Regions from separate parts of the Macaca mulatta genome. Here region 2 is linked to region 1. Evidence: chromatin contacts called from public Hi-C data. All regions are on one chromosome and are shown on one strand. The core of a region is the stretch at or near the end of the contact, and the rest is flanking DNA. Distances in the headings are between cores, read along the strand shown.

Evidence for each region. Hi-C and Micro-C count contacts between places; a contact is called where the count stands out from the background.
Region 2: a Hi-C map of cortical neurons shows a contact between it and region 1, with 3 times the contacts expected there. The contact joins the promoter of BLOC1S4 here to the promoter of GRPEL1 in region 1. A contact is called at or near these places in 8 of 14 Hi-C or Micro-C datasets (CD4 T cells, blood, cortical neurons and 4 more).

The regions. Positions count from the first base shown.
Region 1 is chr5:5,967,795-5,970,960 of T2T-MMU8v2.0, reverse strand. It overlaps GRPEL1 (GrpE like 1, mitochondrial), which reads right to left and starts at 1,792. Exons shown (of 4, transcript NM_001261551.1): 1 at 1,701-1,792. The coding sequence starts at 1,762.
Region 2 is chr5:6,321,028-6,324,219 of T2T-MMU8v2.0, reverse strand. BLOC1S4 (biogenesis of lysosomal organelles complex 1 subunit 4) reads left to right here and starts at 1,676. Exons shown (of 1, transcript XM_001091640.5): 1 at 1,676-2,855. The coding sequence starts at 1,708. The coding sequence ends at 2,358.

The sequences.
Region 1 (3,166 bases), core at 543-3,042:
TATTTGCCAGTGAGGAAATGGTTGAATAAACTTGCTAACACAATCTGGAATATTATGCAGCTCCTAAAAATGGGTTAAACTGCCATTTATTGGATACACTTTGGGTGTTCTGTTAAGGAATGCAACTTACAGAAAAATACACAAAACAGGATCCTATTTTTGTAAAGACAAACTAGAAATCCTGTGTACTTATTATTATCTCAGATCTGTGGAAAGAAGTGGAGTGGAAGCATCTTACAGTCTTGCCATGGGGGTGGAGAGCGATGACCATTTTATATTTTTACTCTTGTGAATTTAAAAAACTAAGAATTTAAATAAAAACTGAGTATACTGTTGTGAAGCCCACCTCCCTCTCCAGCTGTTCTGCCTGGGGGTGTGACAGCCACCAGCCTTTCTGCAGGTCAGCTCTGCACTGACCCCTTTCCAAAGCACAGCCAACACAAAGTGTGGCCAGGAATGCAACAGGACCCACACCCAGGGCCATCTCGTTCTGCAGAGGGAAACTGAGTCTCAGAAAGCCCAGTAACTACTCTGAGAGCTATGACTACCAGTCAGCTCTCCTCCCTTTCCCTAGTTGAGCATCTTTCCACAGAACTACCATTCTAGAGACAGAAATGATGATGACTCGGTGGTCGCTTTCCTGGCAATTAATTCCAATACAAAACCACCAATTACTTTACCAAATTCTTTTTACTCAAGTATTCCACGTGGGTCGCTGCTCTTGGCTCCTATGTTTTTAAGATATAATTTATTAAGCTCGCACTTACCCCTTAATCACCTCGACTGAAAGTGATCTTCACCTCACCTACCTGCTCTCTTTCAGGGAAAAACCGCTTCTCGCTGCCCAGCTTTTGGCCAATTTGGCCCTCAGTGGCTTCTCTAATCAATAACTTGGTTCTAGGCAGCTCCTCCAGCAAGTACTTGCCATACTAACTTCTGAGGTAGAACTTTTAAAAAGCAGAAGCAGCAGGTTTGAAAAAAAAAAGGGCACTGACTCTCGTGGCCCTCAGGCCCGAAATGTGCGCTTGTCTCAACAAACTCTTCGTCCAGCAGCGGCACAGGCTCGACTGCTCTTTTGATCTCAGACGCTGGAGAAGGTGGAGTGAAGGAATTCGAGGCCGAGTGGAAAAAGCCCGTGAACGGGCAACACGCACCTTGCGACACGAAGTTTCCCGATCACCGCTGTGGCCCCGGCCTCGAGCCGCCGCACGGAAATGAGTAACAGCTCCTGCCTAGGGCACACCCGGCCGGGCTCGGCCTCGCTGCGTGACCTTGGACAAGTCTCGGGCTTCTTTGGTCGCTTTTTCAACCACACAAGTTGCGGCTGCCTCTGCGCCCGTGAGCGCCGAGGTCGTGAACGCGCGCGAGGCGTCGCCGCTGGCCCTGGACCACACGCGCACGTGGACCACCGTACCTTCCGAGCCAGACGCCCCAGTGCTGCGGTACTCTCCTGACACGGCGCCCGCCCACTCCACCCTTCCCGCCCAGGTGGCCATGCTCGGCCTCTCCAAAGCCCCGAACGGAGAGCCTGGCCGCAGAGCAGGCCCCAGCGGGGCGATCCGCGTCCCGCAGCGGGGAACCGCGAGCCTGGGGATGCCCAGCTCCGGGGCCGGGGAGGAGGCCCCGGGGCCAGGAAAGGTCCCCATCGGAGCGGGAGGTCGCGCTCCCACCTCAGCTGAGGGAGGCCAAGTGCCCCTTACCTGAGAGACAACGCCAAAGCCGGAAGACTGCGCCGCGCCAGCCTCACGCACTGAGCCGCCATGATTGCCACTGCCTGCCGCCGCCGTCGCCGCGCACGCACCAAGCGTGCGTGCAGGCAGCTATACCCACTTTTCCGCCCTACTACTTCGCCTCAGCCAATCCGTAACCGCTTTTCCTGTTATGGACAGGCAATAGTCACCAATAATTGTGGGTCACGGAAGAGCATTTCCACCCCCTCGGTGGGCGGGGCCTGAGGCTTACCGGCGGCCGCGAAGAGGTGAAAGGTGAAGTGAGCATTGGGAGGAGCCTCCAGTAGGCGTGGCGATGCCGGGAGGAGCCAATGAGGAGGCAGCGTGAGGGGGTGGGCCCAGAGCCCGGGTTGGGGCGTGCGCGTTGCGAGCCGGCAGGGGCTTCGGAGCCGGGGTTTGGGTAGGAGCCCAGTGCCAGTTTCCCGTTTCCCGGCCTGCACCCGCCAGTGCGCTGACACTCCGGGCCTCCCTTTGCTCTGGGAACGAGCGTGGGGAGCACTGTTCACCCTCACACCCTGGCTCCAGATCGGCGCGGAGCACTCCATGTTTGCTAAATGAAACTGAAGCCTCGGCGCGAGCGCCACCCAAACGGCGGCGCAGGTGCTTGAGAAATAACCGCGGAGGCAACCGCTTGGGAAGGCGCCCCCACCCCGACCCTGCTTCTCCGGGCGCCCGAGGCGGAGAGGAGAAGGCGCTGGGGTCTCCGTCTCAACCAGTGAGTTCTGGTGAAACGGGAAACAAAACCCAGGAAGCAAATGGGACAAAATGTTGGCGGTTTTGATGCTGGATGATGGGCATATGGGCGTGTGTTTTGTACCTTTCTGTTATCTTCAGTTTTCTCAAAACACGAAAAACAGACTAAGAACAGCGTATAGAAAACATTGGGGCACAACTAAAGCTCATAAATGCACACGTCTTCATAACCTGACCGAGGTCCGTGCTGCTGTAGCGCATACCCCCAAGAGCAGAGGTGCTGGAAGAGCAGGGGCGGCGTGTTCTCATGGTCCCGGTGCCGGCCCCCAAGCGGGATTCCCGTGGGAGATAGGGCCTGGCTCCCGCTTCAGCACAGCGTGGCCTGGAGTGCAGTTCTGACTGCCAAGATCTGAGGACTGGAGCCCGTGCCCTCCCCAGGATCCCAGACTTAAGAGTCCCTGCCCTCCCCGGGATCCCAGGGCTCGATCCTGTGCCCTTCCCGGGATCCCGCGGGGGAGCCCATGCTCTCCCCAGGATCCCAGACTTAGAGCCCATGCCCTCCCCAGGATCCCAGGGCGCGAGTTGGTGGCTTCTCAAGTGGTGTGTTGCCTGCTTGTTACATTAGTGAAAGTAGGACCATTTGAGTAAAGGACCAAACTTTTATTCTTTTGCTTTTCTCCCATTGAAACCATTCAACCCATGCTGATTAACACCTACTGTTTGCCAGGTAATATGCCCCTTGC
Region 2 (3,192 bases), core at 427-2,926, 350 kb before region 1:
ACACTACCTTTTATGAACTAATGTCCAAATCATACAACATCGCTTCTGTCTTCTTCAGTTTATTATGAGCAAGTGAAGTCACTAAGTCCAGTACATACTCAACAAGAGGGAATACACAAGAGTGAGAATACCAGGAGGAAGAAACCACTGGGAGTCATCTTGAAGGCTGGCTAGCAATCACAGTTTGTCCTCTGACTACCAATTCTTCATGCCATTTTAACATGCTAACCACACTCCCCTCCATCCAACGTCCCCAAAAGATACATTTTTAAAAATATAATGTAGTTTTAAGTATTACTATCCTATTGTCACATCAGCTTTAAGTCCAGAATTTTGTCTTCTAAATTAGATCAGATGTAGATGAGGCTTTCTGAGCGTAGTTCCTTAAATTCAGCTCTTAGAGTACAATTCTTCTTGATCTGTAGACTTTTGAAGCTAAGGAGACAAGTTCTCCGCCCCCATGCCTCGAATACACAATTGTGGGGCCAGCACAGGATAATCACTACAGACCTGTTCCGCTACCACTACCACTAGATAGCCACTACCACTCCTGTTCAAAAAGGGGGAAATTGGAAGTACAAACAAGTTACCAGTCCATGGTAACTCTGCCATCCAGTCTCAAGGTCTAGGACTCCATGACTCCCAGTTCTACCATCTGGGCTCCTGGTTATACTTCCTTTTTCATGAAATGTACCATGTGTTTGCTAATGAGTCTTTTTCTCAGTCTGATTCCTGCTTGTAGAAGTTTGGGGAGAGGGGCTCCAAAGGCCTTTCCCTTCCAGTCCAATCTGCAATGTTTGTGTCAATATAATTATCTTTAAAAAACTTAATAGGTCTCCTGTGAATCTCATCAGGGTTCACTCCGTTAGACAAAAGTGCAACCTACAAATCCCTTTGAGATAAGTCCATCTCTATCTATTTTGGGGTTCTGCTAATACTGAGGAACAAGCCTTAAGCCTTCTGGAGGCCCTGTGGTTTGATTGATGGACTCAAACCAAAGTCCATCAATTTTGTTTGATTGAGCCACACCATTAATCTCTTTAAGGAGCTGTTAGTCTAAGTGAATGGTATCCTGAGGCACAATCTTTGCTTTTTATGAGATTTTAAAGGATTTTACCGTCAAATCTCAACTTCATCTTTGTTTTCTTCTGGCAGTACCCTGGATTTGATATTTGCTTGGAAAGTATTACTATTTCTTAGTTTTACACCATTTGCAATCAGACGAAGCTGAGGACTTTAAAAATCATCCAAAGTAGTCAAGGTGCGTCCCTTTTGTGTTTCGTCTTGTTTATCTCATTTATTTTACTATAAACAGAAAAAGGAAATGAAAGAAGGGAGACTTTCATGGGTGTTGGACATGTCCTAACAGTTGGTCTGGATAGAATATGCATGGTTGTATGGATGTGTACAAAGTCATCAATGTGCACATTTAAAATATATGCACTGTGTTGTATTCCTGCTACACCTTCGCTAAAAAAAAAAAAAAAAAAAAAAAAAAAAAGGTTGAATGTGAGCGCGGGCGTGAGAAAACCGCAGCGCGCATGCGTGAGCGTGAACGCGCTGGGAGGCCGGAAACAAAGGTGGGTGCGCGTGCACAGACGCGCTCTCAGGCCGCCGGAAGCAAAGGCGTGAGCGCGCGTGCGTGCGTGTGCGTGAGCGTGAGCGCGCGGAGGTCGGAAGCGGGCGCTGCATAGCAAGGTGGTCGCTATGGAGGGTAGCTCCTCAGATAGCGGAGCGCCGCCCGAGGGGCTGGCGGAAGAGGCCGAGCCTCAGGGCGCCGCCTGGAGCGGGGACAGTGGCACTGTGTCCCAGAGCCACAGCAGCGCCTCGGGGCCGTGGGAGGATGAGGGCGCGGAGGACGGTGCGCCGGGCCGCGACCTGCCGCTGCTTCGCCGCGCCGCTGCGGGCTACGCCGCCTGCCTGCTGCCTGGGGCCGGGGCGCGGCCCGAGGTCGAGGCCCTGGACGCGAGCCTGGAGGACCTGCTCACCAGAGTGGACGAGTTCGTGGGCATGCTGGACATGCTTCGCGGCGACTCTTCCCAAGTCGTCAGCGAGGGCGTGCCGCGCATCCACGCGAAGGCCGCCGAGATGCGACACATCTACAGCAGGATCGACCGGCTGGAGGCCTTCGTGAGGATGGTGGGCGGCCGCGTAGCCAGGATGGAGGAGCAGGTCACCAAGGCCGAGGCCGAGCTGGGCACCTTCCCCAGGGCGTTCAAGAAGCTCCTGCACACGATGAACGTGCCCTCGCTCTTTAGCAAGTCTGCTCCCTCGAGGCCACAGCAAGCCGGCTACGAAGCCCCCGTCCTGTTTCGGACCGAAGACTACTTCCCTTGTAGTGAAAGGCCTCAGCTCTGACGGCCTGACCACTGCGGCAAGAGGACCCCAGCTGAGGTGCTTACCTCCAGTATGAAGTGAATTGCAAATCCTGCTCATGGACATACATGATGTTGGAGTGTGGGATTTCAGGGTTTACTTTCTGCACACACTCCGTAGTGTATTCATGATTCAGTGTAGAATGTATAGACTTTATGCCTCCCAATTTTAAAAAAAGAGACGGGGTCTTGCTATGTTGCCCACACTGGCCGGAAACTCCTGGACTCAAGTGATCCTTCCACCTCAGCCTCCCCAGTAGCTGGGACTACAGGGTCGCCTCCGCGCCCAGCCTGTGTCTTCCAGCTCTAATCAGAAAGCTGCTTGGCGAGGGCATGGGGAATCAAACTGAATGAACTTGCTCTGCACTGTGGCAAAACTGTTATTTTTATGGATTTTACTACACGGCGTTACCTTTTCAAGATTTGTATGTTTGTATAATCATAAGAAAATTGAGCCATTAAAGCCTTGTTATTATTCAATCCTAGTAGTCATTCAGTTTTCTGCACCCTACTCTTAGGGTAAATGGTACATTATTTAAGATTAAACATCCTGTAGCGTGGATTGTAAACCAAAGGAAATGGTACAATTTCTGAGAAAATATGTTGATTTTTTGTGACTAATTCCAAAGTTGTATTTGAACGTATGACCTCACAGTCTTGATTTGTCCATAGCAAATATATATATGTGTGTGTGTGTGGGTTGCCAATTTTGGTTTATAATTTAAATATTAATAGAAATTTTAAGTTTTACTGGACATGATTTCCTTCTGAAAAGAATTTCACATATTGGCTTGTGTTTGTTCGAAATAGGCGTATT